Linked DNA regions of Sus scrofa: all the other regions are linked to region 2. The links are chromatin contacts, called in public HiChIP or PLAC-seq and promoter capture Hi-C maps. All regions are on one chromosome and are shown on one strand. Each heading gives the region's core, a stretch centred on a gene start, on an enhancer-like site or on the middle of the called end of the contact. The rest is flanking DNA. Distances are from core to core; before and after follow the strand shown.

Region 1 (6,054 bases), core at 3,145-5,644, 590 kb before region 2:
TAAAAAGAATGAATGTGTGGGCTTTCAGCTTCTCAAAAACTCAGACTTCCCCTCTTTTCTCTCCCTGTCATACCACTTCCTCAGAGCCCCCACACCATTCTGTCCCACGCCTACCATGCTCCGTCACCCTGGAAGCAGTGGTCATAAAACACACAAGGACTGAGTCACAAGTCACCTTGACAATGACAACACTGGTAGAGGGGTCAGCTGGACAACAACCATGGGAAGATAAACTGGTGATGTCACTGAGCCAGGGTGGCATCCAGTTCCACTGTGGGACAGGCTTGTCTGGGAAGGGCAGACCTTGGTACCCCCTGCTCAGGACTCCCTCTGCCTGGGTAGGGTTGGAGGGGCACTGACCAAGCCCGGGTCTCCCTCTTTAGGCTCTGCAGGGCTGTAAGAGCTGGTCCCCTGCCGACTCATCCTGTTTCTGGGTGTGTTAATACAGCAATCAGGCTTCCTTCACATGCGCCTTCCTTCCAAGCTGTCCTCTGGGTCAAATTATTATTTATTATTTATTTATTGCCAGGCCCGCAGTGTGCAGAAGTTCCCAGGCCAAGGACTGAACCCCTGCCACAGCAGCGACCTAGCTACAGCAGTGACAACACTGGATCCTTAACCTGTTAGGCCACCAGGGAACTCCAAAAAGCTCTCTTTAGATGGTCTGCCCCTTTAGTGAGGGGTGACTCTCAGACATAACTGTGTTCTGAGTTCTGGGGGTACCTCTCTGTTGTCCGAGGCCAGCACTGGCTTCCTCGAGTGTCATCTTCCAGAAGAACAGGCAGCAGTGTCTGGTAGCTCTGGCTTCCATTGTCAGTCCCCAGGAACTCTGGCCACTCCCTTCCCAGGTTGGTCTGCTCCTGTCGGACACTCCTGCTCCTTCCCCCTTCCTGCCTCACCATCAGCAGCATCCCAGCCTTTGGACCGGCCTGTTCTACCCTCAAAATAGTGCCTCATAGTTGTGCAGCCCTGTATGGTTTAGGAAAGCTTTCCACATATACTTTGTGTGTGTGTGTGTGTGTCTTTTTGCCTTTTCTAGGGCTGCTCCTGAGGCACATGGAGGTTCCCAGGCTAGGGGTCCAATCGGAGCTGTAGCCACCGGCCTACGCCAGAGCCACAGCAACGCGGGATCCAAGCCAAGTCTGTGACCTACACCACAGCTCACCGCAATGCTGGATTCTTAACCCACTCAGGAAGGCCAGGGATCGAACGCGCAGCCTCATGGTTCCTAGTTGGATTCGTTAGCCACTGAGCCACGATGGGAACTCCCCACGTATACTCGTTTATTTGATGTTCCCTTTGGTTTTGGAGGGAAGGAAGAGCAGATGTTATATACTAGACAGTCTCACGGGCTGGTGGTGGTCCTGGGATGCAAGCACTGCTCTGGGGAACTTGAGCAAATGACCTTGGAGGGTAGGGTGGGAGGGTGTGTGAATTTGCAGGACGAGTGGTTTCTGGTGATGACAAGGCCCAGAGTGTGTCCATGGGAGCCAGTGTCTCAGGAGGAGAGGAAGAAAAAGACTTTGGGCAACTGAGGCCAAGGCTTTGCGTTGCCAGGGTGTTGGATGGGGGGTGATCATGTTGATAGCAAAGTCACTGAGAACGACGATGGGAACTAGGTTGGCAAAGATGATAAGAAGCCAGTGGCTGAGTCTCAGTACCCGAGAATGACTGCCAGGACTGGTAGTCCTCAACGTGGAAGGGGGAGAAAGGGGAGCTTAGCCAGGTAGTAGGAGTCTTAGAGGAGCCAGGGTTTCCCAAGAAGAAGGGCAATGGTCTGGAAGCTGAAATGTGGTTGGGAAGGGACAACGCCACGGACAGCAAGTTCGTGTATGCTGAGGTCTGAGGGCTGGGGGAGAATAAAAGGCCTAAAAAGCAGGGGACAGCAAGGTTCAATTGAGGCAGGGTTCAGGAGGGAACTCCTCAGAAGAGGTTGGGGATGCTTTCTTTTCTTTCTTTTTCTTTTTTTCTTTTTGTATTTTTAGGGCCATACCTGCGGCATATAGGAGTTCCCAGGCTTGGGGTTGAATCAGAGCTTACGCCACAGCCACAGCCACTCCAGATCTGAGCCACATCTGTGACCTACACCACAGCTCATGGCAACGCCAGATCCTTAACCCCCTGCGCGAGGCCAGGAATTGAACCTGCGTCCTCATGGATGTTAGATTCGTTTCTGCTGAGCCACGATGGGAACTCCATGGGGGATGTTTTCTGATCACTGGGAATTCCAGGGAGCTTCATTCTAGGAGGAGTGGGGGTAAGTGGCAAGGGTGTGGTTGGTTCCGGTGAAGGAAGTTCTGACTTCTTAGGAGTGGCTCAGGAAAGCAGGAGTGTGTGAGTGCACTTAATCCTTTGCAGTCTCTGCTGGCAGTGGTAGGGTTGGTGCTTGCAGTGGAGTCCCAAATAAATGCTTATTGAAGGTGGGAAATCTGATCCTGTGTTGGATTATAAACTAAAATCACACAATGCTCAGCATCAATGACAACTCCATATTTGGACGGCACTTGAGAATATCCAAAGCTTTTTTTTTTTCCTTTTTTCTTTTTAGGGCTGCACCCGAGGCATATGGAGGTTCCCAGGCTAGGGGTCGAATTGGAGCTATAACTGCCAGCCAACACCACAGCCACAGCAACACAGGATCTGAGCCACATCTGCGACCTACACCACAGCTCACGACAACAACGGAGCCTTAACCCACTGAGGGAGGCCAGGGATCGAATGCACAACCTCATGGTTCCTAGTCAGATTCATCTCTGCTGAGCCACGACGGGAACTCTCCAAAGCATTTTCATTGTTTTTTAGCATGTGTTGTCCTCATTTCCTTCTTATTGCAACCCAGCGAGGTGTGCATTATCAATGATGAACTCAGAGTGACTTGCTGACGGTCACGTTCCCGCTAAGAGTCAAAGCTGGGATTACAACTCCCCTCTAGCTGCCCTCTAAATTCCCAGATGAGTGTACTGCTTTCAGAGTTGTTTACAAGAAAAAAAAGACCTTCCCAAAGTCCAATCTTTGTGTATCTGACCATTGATCATTCAATGTCCACAGCTTCTCCTGTGCCATGTTTTCAATATTCAGTGAATTAATGGTTTCTCTCAAAGAAGGTCTTTCCATCTCATTTCTCTGCACATGACCTTATAGCTTGTAAGATGGAGGCAGTAATGGGTCGCAGGCCCTGTGTTGACAAGCTCAGAGAACTACCGGACAGCTGTGACAGAGCCAGAGCTAAAGAAACTCCACTTGCAGGAGTTCACCTTGTGGCTCAGCGGAAACGAATCCGACTAGTATCCATGAGGCCACGATTCCTGGCCTCGCTCAGTGGGTTAAGGATCTGGCGTTGCCACGAGCTGCGGTGTAGGTCGCAGACCCAGCATTGCTGGGGATGTGGTGTAGGCAGGTAGCTACAGCTCTGCTTCCACTCCTAGCCTGGGAACTTCCATATGCCCCGGTGCGGCTCTAAAAAGCAAAATAATTAAATACATAAAACAAAAAAAAGAAATTCTGATTGCTTAACGGGCTGGCTGTCAACCGCTGGGAGCAGAGGCAGGACTGGGAATTCAGGGAAGGGACAGATCAGCATCCCTTATTTTTCCCCCTAGAACTCCTGGCTGAGAGCTGGACTCCACATAAAACTAGGTAATTTCCAGAAGTGGCTTCAAAGCCCCCTTTTAACTTATTCTATAGTCATTCCAAGCTCTGTGGATTCCGAAAATCTTTGGAGTGAAGGATGCGGCTAGAAAAGCGATGAGAATTTTCTCGCGGGCCTTAAAGGGTCGAACACATCGACCCCTCCGGTTTTCAAACCGGCTTAACAATAAAATCAGGTCTTTTGACTAAGTCCCACCCCCAGCATGACGTCACCAGACACACCTCTCGAGTCCTCGCCAGGTTTCGTCTCCAGAAACACCCATTTTCACTGTGGGGCATATAAGGATTGGCTTTACACGTACATTAAAATGCACAGATAAAAAGGCAGTTTTGAAAACGTCTGCAATATGAACACGTTTATTCTTTTTTTTCACAATTTTTTAGGACGGTGTGGAAGACAGCGTGAGGGTCACTTCGGACATTTTAAGATGTCACTCCTCCTCGGAGGAAAATAGTCGCGTCCAATTCCCGCCCCCTCACGTGTCACGAGCGTCAGCTCAGAAGGCGAGGCCGTGACGTTAGAGTCTGGGCGGGTTGGACTGTTCCAAATGAGTTCTGGCAGGGGAGCTTCTTTAGGGGAGAAAGCTGCCCAGGGACTTAACCTTCTTTCTCTCCACAGTCCATTTATGTAGGCTTTAGTGTAAAGGCACAGAAGCACTTGTGCAGGTTGACCATCCTCTCCACGGCCATGGAGAAGACGGGCGGGCGGAACCCCTTCTTGTTGCCGCTCCATCCAGTGGCCGCGTCCATTCTGTGCCGGGTGGCTCGATTTAAGGGGTAAGGGTTCAGGATCCGCTGTAGGGATCGCAAAGCGTAGCGGCCCCATGGCACCCCTGGGAAGCGTCCCGCGGTTGGTGCTGCTTTTCAGCGGGAAGAGGAAATCCGGGAAGGACTTCGTGACCGAGGCGCTGCAGAGCAGGTGTCCGTGGGGCCGGGACGGAGGAGGACCGGGGAGATCCCCAGTCACGTGACACGAGGGGTGTGTTTGGGTGTGATAGAGTGTACTTTGCGTAGGGGGTCCTCATGTTGCTGGGCAGGGGGAGCCCTGGGCGGCGAGAGGTGCAGGATTGTCACCATCACGTTGAAGAGAATCTACACACAGCCCTCCTCAAAGAACCAGGGGCCCACCTCTCCAGAAGCTGTAAGCTGTTAGGTCTCTCCAAGAAGCATAAAGAAGTTATAAAAAAGGCACTTTTTATAAACCACTCCCAGTCTTCCAGACAGTGTTGCCAGGTAACTGTTACAGATGAGGAAATTGAGTCACAAATAAAGGAATTTTCTCAGCCCACACCCCAGTGTGTCTGACTCCAAAGACAAATCTTTGCCCCACAATCACCTAGGACCTGGGGTTTATTTGAGCCTTTATTGTGTGCCAAATACTGTATGGATATATAATTTAATTCTCAAAATTTCTTTGTTAGGTACTGTGTGGTCTTATTCGTCAGTATCTCCGTTTCACAAATGAAGAAACCCACACTCTGAAAAGTTAAAAAACAAAACAAAACAAAACAGGAGTTCCCGTTGTGGCACAGCGGTTAACGAATCTGACTAGGAACCATGAGGCTGCGCGTTCGATCCCTGGCCTCGCTCAGTGGGTTAAGGATCTGGTGTTGCTGTGAGCTGTGGTGTAGGTCACAGAGGAGGCTCGGATCTCCCGTTGCTGTGGCTGTGGCGTAGGCTGGCAGCTACAGCTCCGATTAGACCCCTAGCCTCCATGTACTGTGGGAGCAGCCCAAGAAATGGCAAAAAAACAAACAAGCAAGCAAACCCCAAAACCCAGACCCAGACTTGCCAGGAGCACAAAGTAATTGGCAGATCCAGGACTCAAATTCAGCTTTAGTCTAGCTCCAAGGAATGAATTCCTTCTGCTTTATCCCACTGCTTCTCCAGATAATACCTTTTGCTCAGGTTTTCTCTCCAAGTAAGATGTTCGGTGTGGGAGCACTTTTGCTGAGATGCGGCCCTGGAGAGCACAGAAGCCAGGTCCTCTTGAGGGCCAGTGTGGTGGGGGTACCAGGAGGTTGCTTTGGGGCACCATGGGGGTTCTAAGAGGTTGTGGAAAAGCCCAGGGCAGAGTTTGCCACCTGAATCGTTCACCACTAAGTGTCTGCCACTTTCTCCTAAGTTTTGTTTCTCTTCACCCCCAAACACAGAAATCAAATAGTGGTCAGAAGCACAGGCTCTGGAATTAGACTGCTGGGATTCAAATCCTGACTCACCACTTATTGGAGTGTGATCTTGCACAAGTTTCTTATGAACTGTGTGCCTCAGTTTTGCCATCTGTAAAATGGAGTCAGTAATAGGGTTAAATGAGATAATGTACATGAAGGGCTTGGAATAATTCTTGGCACTTAGTTGAGACACAGGACCTAAATCCTGGCTTTTTAAAAAAGTTTTTACTTTTTT
Region 2 (6,574 bases), core at 1,747-4,246:
GGGGAGAAGATGGGAACACAGGACCCCGGGCTCCCAGACCAGAGAGCTGAAGCTCCAGGTGCCCCAAGATAAGAGTCTGGGTGTTAAGGGGTGAGGGGCAGGTACTAAGCACCCTCCTGGGGGAGAACCCCGTTTAGGGATCAAGAGGAAGAATTCGGTTTCCTAAGGCTCCTCCCAGGATGGATAAGGGTTGCAATCTACCTTCCTTCAGCTCATTACCGGTTGTCCCTCTTCCCTCTGCTTCTCCAGCCATAACACCCACTCTTGAAGGTCCCAAGGGTTCCCCCTCCACCACCCCCCTCCTGCCTGTCTTACCTGGGGGGCGCTTTTTTGCACACAGTGCCATCTCACCCAGCAAGGTCCCAGCAATCCCATGGGAGACCCTGCAGGAAGGTAACACATGCATGAGGTCAGGAAGCTGAGGGTAACTCTTCACTCCCCTTTTCAGACTCCTCCTGAAGGTTTTCTTCCCCAGTTCTGACCTTGCCCCGCCCCCAGCCTTCCCACAAACTCCACATCAACATTTTGCTCTTACTGACCTAATGGGTCCCCGAGAAAGAAGAGGAGACTTCCCCACCACCTTCCCCAATGCCTCTACCTTGGATAACATGGACTGACGATTTGCAAAAACCAAGATCTGCACGGCAAGGAAGTGGGCAGAGAGAAAAGGCCAGATATTGACAGGAGGGGCACAGCTCTCAAGGTACCCATCCCAGGGACAATGGATGCCCCCATGTGCCCTCCTGGTGCAATGAGTGGGTTCCTGTGTTTACTGAAAAGCAGAATTTCCACCAAAGGGTGGGGTTGAGGGAACATGAGCCAGGAAACACCTGGCAGAGCATCAGGAAACAGGGTGGGCAGGCTCCACCCTTCTCAAAAAGCTTATAGTTGTCCCATCCCCCCAGTACTGGGGGCTTCCATTATCACCTCCTCCAGGGGAGCTCACATTAAAGGCAGGGCCTTCACTTCCTGCACACAGTCCCTAAACCACTTCCTCTCAGTCTGGGTCAGCTGCCCTTCTGGGCCAGCAGAGGGGTCTTCTCAACCCCAGTGGGGAGCCACCCCTCTAGCTTTCTCCCACCCCAAGCCCAGTCCAGTCAGTAGGGCACTGGGTGCAAGTTCAGGGAGCATCAGTCAGATGGGCCTCTGCTTCTTTCCATCTCCCCATGTCCTTCCTTTCACCTAAAAAGGTAAAAGGCCTGGACTACAAGACAGGGTCACAGAGCCTCATCCCAGAAACTCCCAGCCAGGTCCTGGTTCCTCTTGTCACCTCCTCTTTCTTTGGATGGAAAGCCTTTCTCCCCCTTGGCCCCTGTTTCCTGCCTCCTGGGAACACCCCGCCAGCCTGTCAGCCCCAAGAGATACTAATTGCCTGTCTGCCCAACCTCTATAATTACACACTCTGGCCAAGGCCCTGTCACCCACGCCATCTCTTCGTGCACTAACCCAGACTCCCTTCCTGAACCCCGATCAGGCAATACAGAGCCAGAAGTCCTTTTCCTTTCTGACCCTTCCCAACCCTGGCAACCAAGGGTGCCTGGCTTAGGAAGAAAAACCTCAACCACGTTTCAAGATGCCAAGCCCTCCTCCAGGGCCCCCAGCCAGGGTCTCCACCCAGGCTAGAGTCTGAGTCATAGGAGGGTGGGGCAAGGAGAGAGAGGTTAAAAGAGAGGATGCAAGGGTGGGCATCACAAGTTCCAAAGCCAGCCCCGCCCTGGTAAGGGAGGCAATCAAGAATCGCTTTAAGCCTGAAGATCTGGGTTTGAGTCCTAAGAAAGAAAGAGTTAACGAAGGAGCCACATGGGTTCTTAGGAGTCAGGAGCCTGGACACCAACCAGGAAAGTTGTTTTACCTCTAAGACCCTGGGGAGGCTGAAAGCTGGCTTGGCTGAAGACTTCATCCCTCTGGGGGGCCGTATTAGGGAAGGAAAAGGGAGGTGGGAGACCTGGGAACAGGAACTTTCTCTCACTTCTCCTTCCCAGTCTCATACAGCCTGGCTTTTCTGAACCCAGGCCCATCAGCCACGTTGCTCTGCCCCGTCACCCTGCCCCAGCCCCCTCTGCAGCCACATTTGGGATAAAAATAGCCAGCTCTGGGAAGAAGGCAAAGCTCCACGAAGGAAAACGGCTCCTCCTCTAGGCCTGGCCCCTGCTCCCTTCCAACCCAAATCCAGGAAGACTGACTCCTTTTTTTCAGAGAAAACCCGCAGGGATTTATCGGCAGGTCAGGGAACAGAAGCGAATGGAATCCAAGACCCCCAGCTCACTTGCCACCAACACCACACCTGGCCACCTTCCATCGCCAAGGACAGACCCAGGACTCACTCCCAGCTCTGAGCTCCCAGAGAGGTTTGCACCCTTGGTTTTCCCGCACGCACAGAGATCGTCACCTTACAAAGCCGACATCCCTAACTCCCTTCTCCAGAAACCCACACCCTCGGACCCGGGTACTCCTCTCACCCCCACAACTCTCTGGGCGCTTCTCCTCTCTCCGCTGCTCCATAAACTTCTCCTCCGCACTCCTGTGCCCCTTTCCTCGTCTCCACGCGCCCCTTCAGCACCCCACCCTCCCATCCTGAGGACGGCCTCCAGAATCTCCCCCCACCCTCAGGCACCCAACACCGTCTTCTCTCCAGTCATCCACTCCCGGTCCTCCTCCGTCTCACCGCAGCTCCGACTCCCTGTCCCCTGGCCTCCCCTGCCCACACCCTCCGCCCCGGCTCCTCCAGCCCGGAGTCCGCGTCCGCAGCCGCATCGCCCCTGCCCTCCCGGCCCCGCGCTCCTGGGCTGCTGCCCCCGCCTCGCCTCGCCTCACCTCAGCGCTCAGCGCTCGGCGCCCGCCCCGGCGGCCCCGTCCTGCCCATGCCGGGGGCTGGGGCGGGGGGCGCTCGGCTCAGCTCCCCGCGGGCTCCCGCCCCCCCAGCAGCAGCCCCTCTCCCCCCGGGGCCTCGGCCCGCTACTTTGTGTCAGTTTCGGCCACGGCGGGGCGGAAGTGACGGAGGTGGCGGGAGAGGGCGGGGGGCGGGAGGGGGTTTTGGGGAGGGATGAGGGCGAGGGAAGGCGGGCGCCGCCATCTTTGTGCGGGGCAGGGGGAGGGTCTTAACCCCTGCGATGCTCGGCGGTACGCGGCCGCGGTGCCCGCCCACCCACTCCCAGATTTATCCCGCATTAAAAAAAAAAAAAAGTCTGGAGGCAAGGTAGGGCTGAGTTTTGCTTTTTAAAGAGTGGAAATAGAAGGACGCTGCTTCTCTGCTAAAAGAGCGTCTTCTTCAAGGAGGTGTGTGAGAGTTGGGAAGCGGTGAGCGACGAGATTTTTCCTCCGCGCCAGCTGTCCCTTGCCCCTACACTGATTTCCCTCGGAGCCCTCTGTCCCTTCACCTTCTCTCCTCGCCCTGGCTCATGTCATTGTAGTTCACCCGTTGATTGAATGACACCGTCTGGAAAGTCTAGGCATTGGCTCGTGCCTCACTTTCTCCGCCTAGCTCCCCCAGACTCTAGGCGCTTGAATGGCTGTGTTCCACTGGCGGCTGTGTTCCTTCTCCCCGTACCACCACGCCCCCTTGGTGGAGGCTGTTCGCCCACTCCTAACTACTGTCTGGGGGTGGCTGAATCTAGGCGAGGTGCCCCAGTGAGCATCAAGGCGGACGGCGCTGAGGTTAGGAGAACTGAAAGTCAGGCAGTGGGGACTAAGCTTTGGAGGAGGTCCCCTGCGTTATGCTCCGAACTGGATGGATGGCCTCCACCACCCTGCAGATTCCCTCAGCCTTCCCAATCCGGTTTCCAGGGTGCGCACCCTCTTGCGGCTACTTTGAGGAACTACGTTCCTGGAAGTCCTGGGGTCTGAAAACCTGCATGGGGAAGGAGGGGATGAAAAGCCTGGGTCCTAAACGGGATCCCGCTCTACCTGATCCTCCTCAGTTTAGGAGGAAGCGATGACTAAATGAATAAACAGAGAAGCTTCCCAGGGCCTGGTGTATTAATAAAGAGAAAGAACGTCTTGTCATCAGGCAGAGGTCTCCAGCCGTCTTCAATGTCCATGAGAACTGTCATGTCAGAATCACAGCTTACTCGTCCACATCTGAGTTGCAGCAGGACTTTCTCTGGCTGAGACTTCAGGTTGGGCACAGTTTACTTCCTGAGCTGTCTCTGAGTCCTCAGTATGGTGCAGAGCCACCAGCAGCTGATATGTGGCTGTGCCAAGAGCGGCCCCCACCAGAGGACACACCACAGGCACCCACCACCAACCATTACCAGCGCTGCAAGAACAGGAGGGAGGTATCAGGGGTGAGTCCCTTAGCCTTCCCCCAAAGGACTGGGGGTAATAAGAGAACTCCCTAAAGCAGTTCCTGGGGTGATAGACACCAGAAAGAGGGTGTTTTGGCAGCAAAGCATAGCACTTAGAGAGGAGGAGACCCCAGGAGAGCTCGGTCTAGCCTCTTTCTTTAGAGAATTATATGAATGTAAGCATTTTCTTGATGGGGTCACTAATGCCCAAATCGGTAATGTGATGTGCCCAAGAACACAACCTCTAAATCTTACTGGTTCAGTGAAAAGGTAGAAGGGGAGAGAGGGGACAAAAGAGAAAAGGAGAACTGGGGCTTAGAAGAGGCATAAGAGGCCAAAAGAACTATTTAAGAGGAGGGAACTGGGGCCCAGGGTCAGAGGTCTTGGCAGAGGGATGCGAGTGGAAGAACAGCACCAGGGGAGGCCATCTCCTACCTGAAGACTTCAGGACCCCAGCCGGCCACATAGGTGAAGAGCCGTGGGCCCAGGTCCCGGGCAGGGTTCATCGGGTACCCACAGTTGACACCCATGGATAGCCCAATGGCCAGGATCAGCAACCCCACTACCACAGGCTCCAGACCTGCAGGCACTCCCTTGTTCCGTGTGTCCAGGATAGCTGAGATCCCCACCATCAGCAACCAGGTGCCCAGAACCTTTGAGGCGACAGAGGCAGAGGGGCTCTCCGTTTGCCCCATCTCACCTAAATACTCCAGGCCACCAGCCCCTGTTACTCCGACTTTGTCCAACATAGGCGGCTGGTGAAGGTAGGGTACAAATATAAATCCAACCCCCCATCCCACCCAGAGCTGGAAAAATAGGCTGGGGACAGGGTCAGAGGCTGGGACGTTCCCAAGTCACCCCTTTACACCTACCTGATCCAGGATGCCATTGCTCAAGGATAGATAAGGGGCAGGATAGGTGGCAAAGATGGAGGCTGTCTCCTTGGGACCAGTCACTGTCAGGTTCCCACCTGTATAGTTCTGTAGGGCATCTGCAGGGTAGGGGGACACCTACCTGTAGGGCTCATTCAAAACTGCTCTGAGGCACCCTTGCCCACACACAGGTGCCCCCAACCCATTCTCTCTGTTACCGTAATAGAGTGCATAGGTGACTGCAGAGGCACAGAAAGCAGACACCAACTGCACCAAGGAGTAAATGGGAAACTTGGCCCAGGGGAAGCGTCCCAAGAGACACATGGCCAGGGAGAAGGCTGGATTCAGGTGGCCCCCTTCAAGGATAAAGAAAAGAAAACCAGTATCCATTAAGTGTCAGTGCCAAGCACTGTCACCAGGTAACACTGCTACTCCTCCCCACGATTCTTGAGACAAATGTTACTCTTCCCATCAGATAGATTAGGAAGTTGAGGCTCAAAGAGGTTAAGCAACTTGTTAAGGTCACACAGTGAAGCCAAGTTTGAAGCTGGGTCTGTCTGCTCTTTCAACTATAGTGCTTGACGCAGTGTCTGTCTGGAGGATGAGCAGGTGAGGTCCTGAGCAAACACAAATATCAGGGGCCTTCGGGTGAGGGACACAAGAGGAGAGCACTTACAGTTGATGCCTTGGCACAGATTTTTGCCTATGTGATCGGAGAATGAATGTGAGGAAGGGAGATATCGAGATACAGAGAGGGAAGGGACTGGACCTGGCCAAAGGCATATCTCGGGCCAGGACATTCAAGGATAATGTCTGTGAGTCACATGAGATCTGCCCTTTCACTATTAGCACTCTCAATTGCATGTCCTCCCCCATCCAATGACCAGACTTCACCCTCCTCACCTGAGACATTACCACCAACGTAGATGGCTAGTATAACGCCCAGAGCGCCAGCCAGAAACATGGTGAAGAAGTTGCCTTTAGTTTCTCCACTGGTTACTGCCTGGGCCACAGACCCCTGGGTGAAGAGCTGTTGGGGAGAAGAAAGATAAAGAAGGAAAAAGGAATAGGGAGCCCGGCAGACCAACAGGGGAGTGGCCAAGAGAGATGTAAGGACTTACCGGATCAGCAAGAAAAAGCAGAAAGAGGGACAGGGTGGGGTGGGTGGGTAGTTCCTGTTGTGGCACAGAGGAAATGAACTCGACTATTATCCATGAGGACGCAGGTTCGATCCCCGGCCTCGCTCAGTGGGTTAAGGATCTGGCGTTGCTGTGAGCTGTGGTGTAGGTTGCAGATGTGGCTCGGATCCCAAGTTGCTGTGGCTGTGGCTCCAAATTGACCCCTAGCCTGGGAACATCCATATCCTGCAGGTGTGACCCTGAAAAGCAAAAAGAAAGCAAGAAAGCAAGGAAGGAAGAA
Region 3 (6,330 bases), core at 232-2,731, 700 kb before region 2:
GCCCATTCAGGGCCTCCTCTGGCCTCATCTGCTCCTCCTCAGTGCCACCTGCAGAGACCCCGGGACACCCTGAGAGAGTGCTGAGAGAATCAGCACCAGGACTGGGGAGGGGGGGTGCTGATATCCTTTGACCCACCTGGCTCCCAGCATAGCCAGGCCCTTCTCTGCTTGAAGGACTCCTGCATTGCATGCTGGGACTTAAAGGAGACTACTAAACGGGGCGGGGGGTGAGGTGGGGCGTGCCTCTCTCCAATTTTTCCCTTCCATCCCACCAACTCATCCACAAGTCCCCAGAAAGAAGTTCAGTTTGTCCAGCCTGTGGCCCCTCCCGGTCCCCCCTCAGGCCAATCCCAGGTTCTCACAGGGACCCTCCCCCAGTTCCCATTCCCTTCCAAAGACCCCCCCCCAGCCCCAGGAACGCCCCCACTCAGGACTGGGCGAAGCCTTGTGGCCCGGTGCCCACTCACCCTCCCTTTCCTCACATCAGAGATGCCGGCAACGCCCATTTCTGGGTGAGCAGTGCAAACACCCCCCTCCCTAAACACCCCTCATGCCCAACGAGGCACACCCGCTCCCCACAGCCTCCGCTTCCTCCCGGAGTCCGCCCCCTGCCCTCCACAATGGTCCTCTCTCCTCCGGACACTCCACCCGCGCCTGCCCTCTCGGCCCCCGGCCCAAGACAGCAGCGGGAAGTGAAAGTTCCAAGGAGGAGTTGGTGTCCCAGTCTCTTTCCCGGCCAATTCTCCCCACTCCCGACTCCTCCCGGACCCCCTCCCGCCCAGCAAGGCTTCTGGTGGCATCAGCACCAGGGTGAGCGGTGTCTGGCCGCTCAGGCCTGGGATGAGGGACCAGGAAGAATTCTCTTCGCCAAACCCTAGGAGTCGTGCCTACTCGGCGCCCTGGCACCGGGTGGAACGGGCAGCTAGGCCCCAGAGGAGCGAAGACGTCAGTCCTGGGGAGCAGCGACCCTCTACCGCGATCCCGAGGAGGCGCTGGTCCAGGCCCCTCGGTGCCTGATGCCGGAGCCTAAAAGTGTCCGCAGGGACGGAGCAGGGGAAAACCGGGCAGCGAGCGCCGGCATCCCCCCTCCTTCCTTCTCCATTCCATCTCCGAGTCGCCGAGCCCTCGGTCCAGGACAGCAGACCAGGGCGGGCTGCGCCCCGGTTGGGGTCTCCCAGGGTCTCCAGCCGACCCCAGGACCCCAGTGCCTCCCGACTTACCCCTGCATCCTCCCAGTCCGCCCCCGGCCCGCTCCTGGCTGAGCACTCACCTATATCTGGGAGCGGCCGGGAGGGCAGAGGGCTGCCCGCACCCAGAAGCCCCAGAGCCCAGAGCAGCGCCAGCCGCATGGCAGCGGGGCCCGGGGCTGGGCGAGGGCAGCAGGTGCTGGGCCGCTCGCCGAGGAGCAGCGGCGGCCGGGTCTGCTTCACGCACCTCCCGGCGCAGAGCGGTCACCAGGCTCCGCCCGGCCCCCTCCCACCGGGCCCAGGGCCAGGCTCCGCCCCCGGGAAGGCCCCGCCTCCGCCGAGCGCCCAGTCCCAAAGAGGCGGGGACTCAGCCAACGACTCAGATTCCCTGCGCTGCCCTAGCTGGTTTGTCCCGCCACTTTCTGGCTACTGTGCAGGGTGGGAGCGGAGGCCTGGTCCGACCGGCTTGGGAGTCGCGCCTACACCTGGCCCTGGGTCTGGACCCGTTCCTGCCAGCCGCGTGTCCTGAAGCCCGGGTCTGCCCGGATCAGGCGGATCAATTCCCTTGATTGCCCGCCATGCAGAGCGGGGCTCGCCCTCCCTTATCGGACCCCTGCGAAGCGCGGGCAACAGGAGTGTACTAAGCATTTATTAAACAGGAAGGAGCATGTGGGAGAGCGAGGAGGAACCCCCTTCACTCTGCATAGGTAGCGTCATCGTTGCTGTCGCTGTAGGCGGAGGAGGAGAGCTCCTCGCGGGGTGTGCAGACCGGGCACCGCTGCCGCATATCGTTCCAGCAGGATCGGCAGTACACCGCCTCGCAGTCAGGCGTAGGGCACACGTAGGACTCGGGCGTCTCGGATGCCTGGCACACCACGCATCGCCGGCGGAGCCAGGGGCGCAAGAGAGGACAGCGGCGGTGCAGGATGTCCGCCAGGCGGCGGCGCTGTTGGCAGGCAAGGCAGGTTTAGAGCTCTTCGAGGAGCAGGGAGGAGAGAAGGGGTTATTGGACAGCACTTCTTGTCTGAAGGACTGACTATGTCTACATGTTGGGGGAAGCCAGCTTGGGCACAGAAGACCCTGGAAGACAAGGTTGCTAAGAAGTGGATCCTAGAGAGCATCCTTCACTCCGTGAGCCTCCCTCCGTGATGAAGTGGGAGGATGCAGCCTTGGGAGGAACCAACCAGTAACAGCAACAATCATCATCATTTACACTTTCCCATAATTTGTCTTGTTCTTTTTTTTCTTTTTCGGGCCGCACCCGCAGCATACAGAGGTTCCCAGGCTAGGGGTCGAATTGGAGCTACAGCTGCCGACCTGCACCACAGCTACAGCCACGCAGGATCTGAGACTTGTCTGCGACCCACACCACAGCTCACGGCAACACTATATCCTTAACCCACTGGGCGAGGCCAAGGATCAAACCGCAACCTCATGGTTACTAGTCAGATTCGTTTCCACTGTGCCTCATGGGGAACTCCTCCCCAAATGTGTCTTAATTTGATTCTTACCTTGGGGCTGAGAAGTGAGTAGGGCAGGTAAGACTATTACTACTGTGTTCCCCCACCTTATATGTAAGAAAGATGAATCTCACAAATGTTAGGTGATTTTTCCAAAGGCAGACAGCCAGGAAATAACCAAACCTGGCTGGACCTAGGTACCTTGATTCCAAATCATAAGCCTGGCTCATTATGCTCCCTCCCCCTCACCCCACCTTCTCTCCACACAATTGCCAGGAATTCTCAGGCTACTTTATCATGTCACTCTTTGCTCAAGAGACTCCAGGGGCCCCACTTCCTGCCAGAAAAATGCAGAACTCTTCGGCTTGGCCTTCTTCTTTTTTTTTTTTTTTTTGTCTTTTTTCCATTTCTTGGGCCGCTCCCACAGCATATGGAGGTTCCCAGGCTAGGGGTCGAATCAGAGCTGTAGCCGCCGGCCTATGCCAGAGCCACAGCAATGCAGCAACCGAACTGCATCTGCGACCTACACCACAGGTCACAGCAATGCCGGATCCTTAACCCACTGAGCAAGGCCAGGGATCGAACCTGCAACCTCATGGTTCCTAGTCGGATACGTTAACCACTGAGCCGCGACGGGAACTCCAGTATGTTCATTTTGAGTGGGTTTCTTAAGAGGCCGCATCAAGATGGTGGAATAGGGGGACATGACGCTCACCGGCTCGCATGGTATGCTAATTTTTTTCATCAGACATTCATTCAGCCCCTATTGTGCATCATGGGAGTTGGAGATTCTAGGCACTGAAGGAAAAAGTCAAGCAAACACAGTCTCTCACTTTTCAGAGCTTTCTTAGGGCTGATTGAATAAGAACGGCTGCCACACTTTTTTTAAGTAATGTGGGTCCTGTACCAAGAAACTGTAAGTAAATTGACTCAATTCAAAAAATAACCATGGAAGGCAGATATTGTTATTATCATCATCTCTTTTTCAGGCAAGAAAACTGATGCTTGGAGAGGTGGTTACTTGCCTAGGATCACACAATGAATTACGTGCCTGCATCATGACAGTGAAACTCATTTAATCCTTACTACAGGAGTTCCTGTTGTGGCTCAGTGGTTAACGAATCCGACTAGGAACCATGAGGTTGTGGGCTCGATCCCTGGTCTTGTTCAGTGGGTTAAGGATCCGGTGTTGCTGTGAGCTGTGGTGTAGGTTGCGGACGCGGCTTGGATCTGGCGTGGCTGTGGCGTAGGCTGGCAGTTACAGCTCTGATTAGACCACTAGCCTGGGAATCTCCATATGCTGTGAAGCGGCCCTAGAAATGGTACAAAGGCAAAAAAAAAAAAAAATCCTTACTACAACTAGATGGGGGAGTTAATTCCATTTTACAGAAGGTAAAAACCAATGAAAGCTCAGCATTTAATTAAGTCATAGTAAGAAGGGGAGGAGCCAGGATTCAAACCCAGGCCCTCTGGTACCAGAGCCCCACATCTGACCACCATTCTATTACTGATTCTAGCGAGCAGGCCATACAGATCTGTCCAAACTCCTATTCTTCAGAGGGAAAAACTGCACTTCAGGGAAGACCATGGCCAAGGCTACACAGCTTAATGAGGGAGTGTGGATTAGAACCTGATTCTTCTGACCGTGTGCTCTGTTATACCACATACCTTTTCATGAGGCCTCACTGATCCCAGCCCACCTGCCTACCCACCCTCCCTCCCAGGATCTGCACTGCATCCCTCTCAGAAGAACCTGTGGCCTTGCCCTAGGCCCCTTCTTTCTTCCCCCGCCCCCACCCCAATGGCTGCACCTGCAGCATATAGAAATGCTGGGCTGGGGTTGAAACGGAGCTGCAGCTGCTGGCCTACACCACAGCCACAGCAACACTGGATCTGAGCCAGCTATAGCTTGCAGCAACACCAGATCCTTTTAATGCACTGAGTGAAGCCAGGGATAAAACCCACATCCTCCCGGACACTATGTCAGATCCTTTGGGGGGGGGGGCACACCCACGGCATATGGAAGTTTCCAGGCTAGGGAAAGAACCAGGGCTGCAGCTGCCAGCCTACCCACAGCAAGGCCATATCCGAGACCCATCTGTGACCTGCACTGCAGCTCATGGCAATGCCTAATCCTTAACCCACTGAGCAGGGCCAGGGATTCAACCTGTGTCCTCATGGATACTAGTTGGGTTTGTTACCTTTGAGGCACGATGGGAATTCCTATGTCGAGTTCTTAACCTGCTAAGCCGCAGGGTCCCTTGTTTCTGCTGAACCTCTCTTGCTTTCCTCTGACCCAACTGTATCAAATCTGATTCCCCTTTACTGTCTGCTTCCCAGGCTGGGCTGAATCCTGGGGTCCAGAGATGTACATCGCTTTGCCCTCCAGGAGCTGGGTGACACTTAGCATGCATCTCACCAGAACTCACTGTGATCAGTAGGCCTGGGACCTTGGTGGAGGCTGGGTGGACTGAAGGGAGAGGCCCCTCCCCCTCAGTTCTCAGACCCAGTCGGGGCGGCGGGGGTGGGGGCACAAGAGTGCAAGCCTGGACTTACTGGAGCCCTCTGCTGTCTCGCCCGCCTCACGATGGCGGCCCTCCTCAGTTGGGTGAAGGCCACTCTCTTCCTCAGGAGATCGTTGTAGAGGAAGAGGATCCGCTTCTTCTCTCGCTGGGGCCAGAGAGACAGTACAGAGGAAGAAGGCGTCCCCCAAAGTTGGGGCTGGTGGGGGGCTGGGCGCAGGCTGGTGTGTGTGTGTGTGTGGTGTGTGTGTGTGTGTGCACGCTAGGGGTGTCGAGGTTGGGACAGGGCACACCTTGGGGAAGTAGAAGGCTGCGATGACTCTCCGGAGCCGGTAGCCGAAAGCCTGGAGCAGGCAGAGACACACCAGCAGGCCGCTTGGTAGCGCAGCCCTCACATAGGCGCTGGGACTCAGGGGCACAGGCTGGGGCAGGCAGGCTGCGGGAGGGGATGGGGCCATCAGCCGGTCTGCCCGCTGCTCCTCTCCAGGTTGACCTCCCCATGCCAGTGGGGGCGTGGCTTAGATCTCTGATTTTCCAGCTCTCCCCCTGGCGGCTCCTCATCCTGCAGGGCTGTGTCATCAATACTGCAGCCACCAGGCCCATGAAGCTCTTTGCTCAACATGGCACAGATGTAGAAATGTTCCATCACTGCAGAAAGTTCTGCTGAACAGCATTGCTCCAAAGGGCCGGGCCCCTCTGGTCCCAAGGCCCCAGCCCTCAGCCCCTCTGACCCAAGCCTGTCAGTTTCCAACTCTTCGAACCTGACCTGATGTTTCCTGCTCTGATTTCTCTAACACAAGCACGCCGACCCCCTCTCGCTGCCAAGGCCCAGTCAGTCCCCTACCTCTTTTTTTTTATTCTTTTTAGGGCTGTACCTTCAGCATATGGAAGTTCCCGGGCTAGGGGTTGAATTGGAGCTGCGGTTGCCAGCCTATACCACAGTCACAAGCCACACTGGATCTGAGCCGCATCTGCAACCTCCACCTCAGCTCCCGGCAACTCGGGGACCTTAACCCACCGAGCGAGGCCGGGGATTGAACACTCATCCTGATGGATACTAGTCAGGTTCTTAACCCATTGATACACAATGGGAACTCCCCCCAACTCTTGGAAAGAAAACTTTCAGCATCACTCACGCATGTTGTTCGATTCCACCACTGT
Region 4 (6,927 bases), core at 540-3,039, 520 kb before region 2:
TGGAAGGAGGAGAACCAAGAAGACAGAAGGGAAGGGGAGGGAAGGCAGGGAATGCTCGAGGGTGTGGGGTGTGGGGGGGTACTTGAGGGCCAGCATGGGCGTGGGAGGATATATAAGACCCCAGGCTTGTGTCTGAGCCCCAGAGCTATGACTTATAGTGCCAGGGGTGTGACCCTGTCACTGATAATAATAACAATAATCAAGATTATCTTATGTCATAATTACGTGGCTTTCAAGTAGTCCTTAGCTCTCAGGCATTAGGGCTGATAGAGGATTGGAGAGGTGAGAACTGGCATACAGAGGATAGCCTGGGCTCCTCTGGGGGGAGCTTTGCCCTTCCATGACCTGGCCACTTGGCGCTCACCATTCAGGAGAGCTGCTTTAGAACCTCACTGCGTGTGTGCACGTGTGTGCATGTTTGTGGGCCAGGGAGTGCACACCTATGTACACGTCGTGTGCACTTGCATATGCGTATCTTTCCTCCTCTTTCCCCTTCCTACCAGAGGCCAAGGGGTGATGGGAGACACAGGAGATATGCAGGAAGACGCTGCCCCCTAAAGCCCCAGGTGTGCCTGGGGAATCTCATCACGGCCCCCTCCTCACTGACCCGTGGGTCTGCTGCACTTAGAAATGGAAATGAATTCAGCTGGGGCCCCATCTCTTTTGGAACGCCCTTTGCACACAGTGGGAGCTTAATAAATACTTGATGATGGCTCTGAACCTGGGAAGCCAGCAGCTGTTCCCAGCTCTGACTCTCAGAGCTGCTTGGGACAGGTCAGGTGGGGTGTGACCACAGGGGGGTTTCAGTCTTCCTGCCAGACCCTCCTGTGACTCCAAGTCTGCCAGAGTCACAGTCCACGTCACACATCGTGCTTTGGGGAGGCCGGTTCTTCCTCCACAGCCTCTCTCTGGCTCGTTCTCATCCATCGTTTGAGCAAATTTATGGAGCAACCACTCTGCCCTGAACATCATCATGGAATGGCATCCTGGGAGATGGTATGGGAACTGCGGGGTCAGACTGACCCGGGTTGGAATTCTAGCAGCCTTAATTACAAACAGGGTGACAGCTGGCAAATTACATATCTGTGCCTGAGTGATTTTTTTAAAAACGGGTTTCATCTGTAAAAGGAGAGTGATGACATCATCTTCATAGGGTTGATGTGAGGCTTAGAAATAACAGATGCTCCTGCTCACGTACTGCAGGCAGTTCAGTCAGTGAGCTTGTCTACCTGGAGTCAGTTGGATGTGGATGCCCTCTGCTTCTGTGACCTTGAGGTTGTTGCTCAGTATCTCTGAGCATCAGTTGGTGAAATGGCAACACGATGCCCACCTCCGTGGGTGTCTGGAGGTTGTAGCTGGATAATATGTGTGAAACAACCTATGGCAGACCCTGGCCATTAATAACTGTCTTCCTGCCTTTTGACCCCTTATCCGGGTGCATAGCGCCCCTCCGTAGGACGACCTCGGCTCCTCCTCCCCGCCCCCCGCCCCCTCGTGCGCTTACATCCCGGATCGCCGTGGGCTGCCGGGTTTCTGCCATACCTGTCAGAGGAAAGAGGGCAGCCGCTCAGCTCCAGGGTGGCGAGCGGAAACTACAGTTCCCAGCCCTCGCTGCGCTGCCGCCAGGGCAGGGAGCGGAGCGCGGCAGGCCCCTCCTCCGGGGAGGAGCCTATGCTGGGGGGCGGAGTTAGGAGGTGGTTGGAGAGTTAAGCCAAGCCAATGAGACCAGCTGCTAATAAGTGGGCTTGGCTTACCCTATAACAGTGGCAGGAGGAGGAGAGCGAAGCTATTGAGCCAGCGAGGAGTGAAGCTGAGCCTGGCCTCACACGCTCCTGGAGGACCACCTCCTGAGACAGAGTTCTTTTTCCCCCTTCTTCTTCTTTCTCCAAGCGCCCCTCCTGCTCTCCCTCCGTGCCCAGTACAATGCATTCTTGAGTGGCAGCGTCTGGACTCCAGGCAGCCCCAGAGAACCGAAGCAAGCCAAAGAGAGAGGGCTGGAGCCAAGACACTCTGGTGGGGGAGCTTGGATGCCTGGCTTTCTTTGAGGACATCTTTGGAGCAAGGGTGGCTTTGGGGTGGGGGGCTGTGCTGCAGGAAATCCAGCCAGGCCCCAAGATGGACACTTCTGGGCACTTCCATGACTCCGGGGTGGGAGACCTGGATGAAGACCCCAAGTGCCCCTGTCCATCCTCCGGGGATGAGCAGCAACAACAGCAGCCGCCGCCGCCGCCACCGCCGCCGGCACCACCAGCAGCCCCCCAGCAGCCCCCGGGACCCCCGTTGCAGCCTCAGCCTCTGCAGCTTCAGCAGCAGCAGCAGCAACAGCAGCAGCAGCCACCGCATCCCCTGTCTCAGCTCGCCCAACTCCAGAGCCAGCCCGTTCATCCCGGCCTGCTACACTCCTCTCCCACTGCTTTCAGGGCACCCCCTTCGTCCAACTCCACCGCCATCCTCCACCCTTCCTCCAGGCAAGGCAGCCAGCTCAATCTCAATGACCACTTGCTTGGCCACTCTCCAAGTTCCACAGCCACAAGTGGGCCTGGTGGAGGCGGCCGGCACCGGCAGGCCAGCCCCCTGGTGCACCGGCGGGACAGCAACCCCTTCACGGAGATCGCCATGAGCTCCTGCAAGTACAGCGGTGGGGTCATGAAGCCCCTCAGCCGCCTCAGCGCCTCCCGGAGGAACCTCATTGAGGCTGAGCCTGAGGGCCAACCCCTCCAGCTCTTCAGCCCCAGCAACCCCCCCGAGATCATCATCTCCTCCCGGGAGGACAACCATGCCCATCAGACCCTGCTCCACCACCCCAACGCCACCCACAACCACCAGCATGCCGGCACCACTGCCAGCAGCACCACCTTCCCCAAAGCCAACAAGCGGAAAAACCAAAACATTGGCTATAAGCTGGGACACAGGAGGGCCCTGTTTGAAAAGAGGAAGCGACTGAGTGACTATGCTCTGATTTTTGGGATGTTTGGAATTGTTGTTATGGTGATAGAGACCGAGCTCTCTTGGGGTTTGTACTCAAAGGTAGGGGCTGCAGTTTCTCTTTATACCTTGAACAAAAGGCATATGTAGGTAGAGAGAGAGAGAGAGAAATGAGAGATGAGAGAGATCGGGGGAGAGAGAGAGATGGTGGTGGTGGTGGTGGTGGTGGTGGGGAGAGGCATTGGCTCCGTTATATTGAACACTCAACTTCCCATGGTTTTCCTGCTTAATCCTGGGAGAATTCATTCCTTGCTTTCTTGGGGGGGGGGCGGACACCCCACACGCTGTGTCTCATTTGCAGACTCTGTGTTAGGGAGGATTAAAGAATCCCTTCTGAGAAATCATCTTTCCTCCCGGCTCACTCGTACTAAAGCATAACCCAGCAGCTTAACGCACCAATTAATTACACTCTGCCTTGATGTGCTTGCCAGTTCTGTGACTTCCCCTCCTCTCCTCCCCTCCCCTGCTCCACTCCATTTTCCCCGAGGATAAAAAAGAAATAAATGTCTGGGGAGGGGGTGGGGATTCCATGCCAGCCCCTTCTCTGTCTTCTCCTTCTCTTCCCAAGTTTCTGTTTCCCTCCTCCTTCCTGAGAGACTTAGGGCAAAAGAGAAAAGCACCCGTGACTCCAGTCTCCTGGGGGCATGGGGTAAAAATACAGGCTGAGGAAATCAGCGACTCTTTCCCTTAGGAAAGAGGACTCAGAATAAACCTGCTGCTGCCTCGTAAACATCCCCTGATAAAAATGGCTACAGGTGTTACCCAGGCAGAGCAGATGGGCGCCACCTTGGCCTCAGCTGGGGGTGGGGGTAGTGCCTCCCCCTCGGATGGCATGACAGGGCTTCCTGGGCGTCCCCGAGAGCCTGCGCCCCCGGCTCAGCCCCAGTTCTCCCCTCCCACCCCAACTCTTTCTTCTGGGGATAAATAAGGATGAGTGTGTGCGCGAGTGTGTGAGTGCGCTCCCCGATGGAGAACGGCGGCACCAGCTTTAGCGGGGGAGCTGGCCCCACTGCTCCAGCCTCGGTCCAGTCTCAAGACGAAGGAGGGGGTTTCCCTTCCAGAGGGGGCTTGGAAATCGCGTCCTCCAAGGGAGTGGGGCTTGAGGAAGGTGGGTTTCTGTTGAAGCTCTGCTGGCTGGGAGCCCTCCTGCTGTGAGCTGGGAGGCTTGGAGACCTGGGGAGTTACTGGGCAAGTGGATTTTTTTCCCACTCTACACTTCACCCCTGATTTGTTGGTGTGTGTGTGTGCATGCTTGTTGCTGCTTGCATTTCTCTACTTACTTGTCATTTTGGGCAGGGGGTGGCTGGGCTGGCCAGCGGGTAGCTGGGAGGGGTTCAGCTGTTGGAGGTTTCAAATAGAGCTTGTTTCAGGCTGGGCACAGCTGCTGCGAGACTGTCACATTCCTTGTTGAAATCCAGCCGCAAAAACCTAGGAGGTGCTGATCGGATTTCCCCCATTCCCAGCCTTTGGCTCACTCGCTCCAGCAGGGGATGGGCCGATGTACCTGCTTGGGGAAGGGGTGGGGCAGACCTGTCAGACGACCTGAAGAGCCAGGATCAAGACTTCCAGGCGGAGGGTCCCCCAGGCACCTGGCTGCTCCGAGAGGACTGCTTCAGCCCAGGGCAGCTCCTGGAAGCTGCCTTCCTGGAAATAGCTCCAGGATTTCAGCCCCTCAGTGAGCCAGAGCGAGTGGGGTTTCCCCTGGAATCGCAGCTCACTTAGTCATTCCCTGTAATGAGCCTCGGAATCTGTGGGTCTTTCTGCTCGCATCCTTCTCCCGCTGAGCGCTCCAGGAGCGGGGGGCCACCAGCCTCGGCAGGCCTGGCAGCCGCCCTAGGTACGACCCCAGCTCCCTCCAGGCACCCTCTGGGGACCAGGAGCCCATGCTGGGGAAACAGATGAAGGTCCAAGCGCCGGGGGTGGGGTGGGGAGAAGGGGCAGGACCAGTTCCCTCTCTTTCAGTGAACCGGCTGGTCAGATCTCTTTAGGGAAGGCCCTTCCCAGAGACAGCCCCTGGGGGTGGGAATGGTCTACGCACATTTGTCTTAATGCCGTGGGAGGGTTGCTGCTGGGCAGGAAAGGACCGGGAGCAGGTGCCTCCCTAATGGGGAATTCAGGGAAAGGGGCTTTCCTAGAGCCAGAGAAAGCGGACTCTGATGGGAAGGAAGGGAGAGGTGAGCCAGGGGGCCAGGCTTCACCTAATTTTAAATTGATGACCCTCTGGCTGATGGAAGCATGGAGGGGGCAGCCATGGGGAAAATCCTGCTTGCCTCAGCTTGTGAGGGGGCCACTTCCTGTGCACTTGGGGTGGGTACTGGTTGTGATGAGCAGGGCTCGCTTTAACCGGCTCCCCTGCTCCCCCGCCCTTCCATCATCTATCCACCTTGACACTGACTCATCATGAAACGAGTATTTTCTGGGTGTCAGGAGGGCATAGGGCAGCTCTCCCCTCTTCTCTCCTGGAGGCACGCAGGATCGTTTTAAAGACTCAGACCAGAGTTTGAAGCCCAGCTCTGCCACCTCCAGTGTGTGATCTTGGACAAGCCATGTAGCTTCTGCCAGCCTGTCTCCCCCACTGTCAAGGGAGTGAGTGTAAGGCACTCCATAAGGACCTCTTGTTATTGTTTCTATGATGAGGAGAGGAAAGGAGATGTCCTTTTCCTCTGTTAATTGACCTCTGGCTCCAGAATTAGTTGGGGCCTTGATAGCTTGGGAAGTAAGACTTGACAGTGGAGAGAAAAGTTGTATCTTGGAGGCGAGCCGTTCTGAGAAGGGACTGGGTCTGCTGACGGGAAACCACCTGTAAACATGGGTCTGTTGTGGGGCAGATGAACATCCGATCCCCAGCCTTGCAGACAAAATGGACTCTGTTGTGACAAGAGGGTTCACGTCAGAAAGAAGAGTCATTAGCTGGGGGCGGGGACCCAGAGGCATTCTGAGGACCCTGGGGAGAGATGGGTGATGGTCTCTTTTGCTGGAGAGCTCTGTGTATCTGATTGGCTTTGCTGACCCGTCTGGAAACTGGAGGATGGACGGGGTGGCCTCAGGCACCCCACCCCGATTGGGTGGCTCTGCACTGATGGTGGCAGTTCTCCCTCAAAGGTCATGGGGAGAGGGACACACTTTTTCTCCCCAAGTGATGACTGCTAACCTCGTGCCTGAGCAGAAGTTCTCTGCTCCTTGCTCTGCCGTGACCTTCCTGTCTGCCCGTCTTGGCGGATGTCTCTCCCTGGGGGAGGAATTCACCACCCAGGCCTGGCTCTCTTGAGAAGGAACATGGCATGTCCTCTGAGCAGAGTCAGTTCATGCAAAAGGAAGCCAGCTGGGGGAGAGAAGAAATCTGGCCCAAATGGTCCCAGGCTCCCCTCTCACAAGCCACAGGTGATGATAGGGGATGGAGGATGGGCCGAGGTGGGGCTCAGGCAACAGGAGGGCTGTTTGTGATCATGTCCAAGGCCATGGCTCCTGATGGTCCTGGCTTAGCCCTGTGCCAAACCAGGGTCCTGGTGTTTTCTTTTTCTTTTTTTTTGCTTTTCAGGGCGGCCCCCGTGGCATATGGAGCTTCCCAGGTTAGGGGTCCAGTGAACTGTAGCCACCGGCCTACGCCACAGCCACAGCAAATGTCAGATTTAAGCCGCATCTGTGACCTACACCGAAGCTCATGGCAACACCGGATCCTTAACCCACTGAGCAAGGCCAGGGATTGAACTTGTGTCCTCATGGATGTGAGTTGGATTCGTTTGTGCTGAGCCACAATGAGAACTCCCTCCAGGTGTTTTCTTTAGCGATAGATTTACCATCAAGGGCTTAGCCACCAAGATGGGGCCAGGTCTAGAGGCTGAGGAGTCTTGGTGACGTTGTGTCTGTCGCACTGGGGCTGGTCGGGATGAAGGCGTGAGGATTCGGGGAGCCCTTGGTGTGCTGTGTATTCTTCCAGAGCTG

The links. Promoter capture Hi-C pulls out the DNA fragments that hold promoters and counts their contacts. HiChIP or PLAC-seq counts read pairs in DNA pulled down with a chosen protein or histone mark.
Region 1: an H3K27ac HiChIP or PLAC-seq map of skeletal muscle shows a contact between it and region 2, with 3 times the contacts expected there. The contact joins the promoter of PMVK here to the promoter of ATP8B2 in region 2. A contact is called at or near these places in 1 of 5 promoter capture datasets (fetal skeletal muscle) and 1 of 2 datasets of contacts at active chromatin or transcription factors (skeletal muscle).
Region 3: a contact with region 2 is called in a promoter capture Hi-C map of fetal skeletal muscle, with 4 times the contacts expected there. The contact joins the promoter of ADAM15 here to the promoter of ATP8B2 in region 2. A contact is called at or near these places in 1 of 5 promoter capture datasets (fetal skeletal muscle) and 1 of 47 Hi-C or Micro-C datasets (embryonic fibroblasts).
Region 4: a promoter capture Hi-C map of fetal liver shows a contact between it and region 2, with 4 times the contacts expected there. The contact joins the promoter of KCNN3 here to the promoter of ATP8B2 in region 2. A contact is called at or near these places in 1 of 5 promoter capture datasets (fetal liver) and 1 of 47 Hi-C or Micro-C datasets (embryonic fibroblasts).

Annotation. Positions count from the first base shown.
Region 1 is chr4:94,857,274-94,863,327 of Sscrofa11.1, forward strand. It overlaps PMVK (phosphomevalonate kinase), which reads left to right and starts at 4,395. Exons shown (of 5, transcript NM_001168416.1): 1 at 4,395-4,567. The coding sequence starts at 4,473.
Region 2 is chr4:95,446,197-95,452,770 of Sscrofa11.1, forward strand. ATP8B2 (phospholipid-transporting ATPase ID) reads right to left here and starts at 2,997. Exons shown (of 28, transcript XM_021089757.1): 1 at 2,815-2,997; 2 at 316-383. The coding sequence starts at 346. It overlaps AQP10 (aquaporin 10), which reads right to left. Exons shown (of 6, transcript NM_001128454.1): 2 at 6,059-6,185; 3 at 5,374-5,511; 4 at 5,156-5,274; 5 at 4,719-4,936; 6 at 4,057-4,255. The coding sequence ends at 4,057.
Region 3 is chr4:94,746,612-94,752,941 of Sscrofa11.1, forward strand. ADAM15 (disintegrin and metalloproteinase domain-containing protein 15) reads right to left here and starts at 1,482. Exons shown (of 21, transcript XM_001929336.5): 1 at 1,271-1,482; 2 at 1-48. The coding sequence starts at 1,349. It overlaps DCST1 (DC-STAMP domain-containing protein 1), which reads right to left. Exons shown (of 16, transcript XM_021089738.1): 13 at 6,306-6,330; 14 at 5,463-5,605; 15 at 5,204-5,317; 16 at 1,819-2,133. The coding sequence ends at 1,882.
Region 4 is chr4:94,928,019-94,934,945 of Sscrofa11.1, forward strand. KCNN3 (potassium calcium-activated channel subfamily N member 3) reads left to right here and starts at 1,790. Exons shown (of 8, transcript NM_213985.1): 1 at 1,790-3,027. The coding sequence starts at 2,116.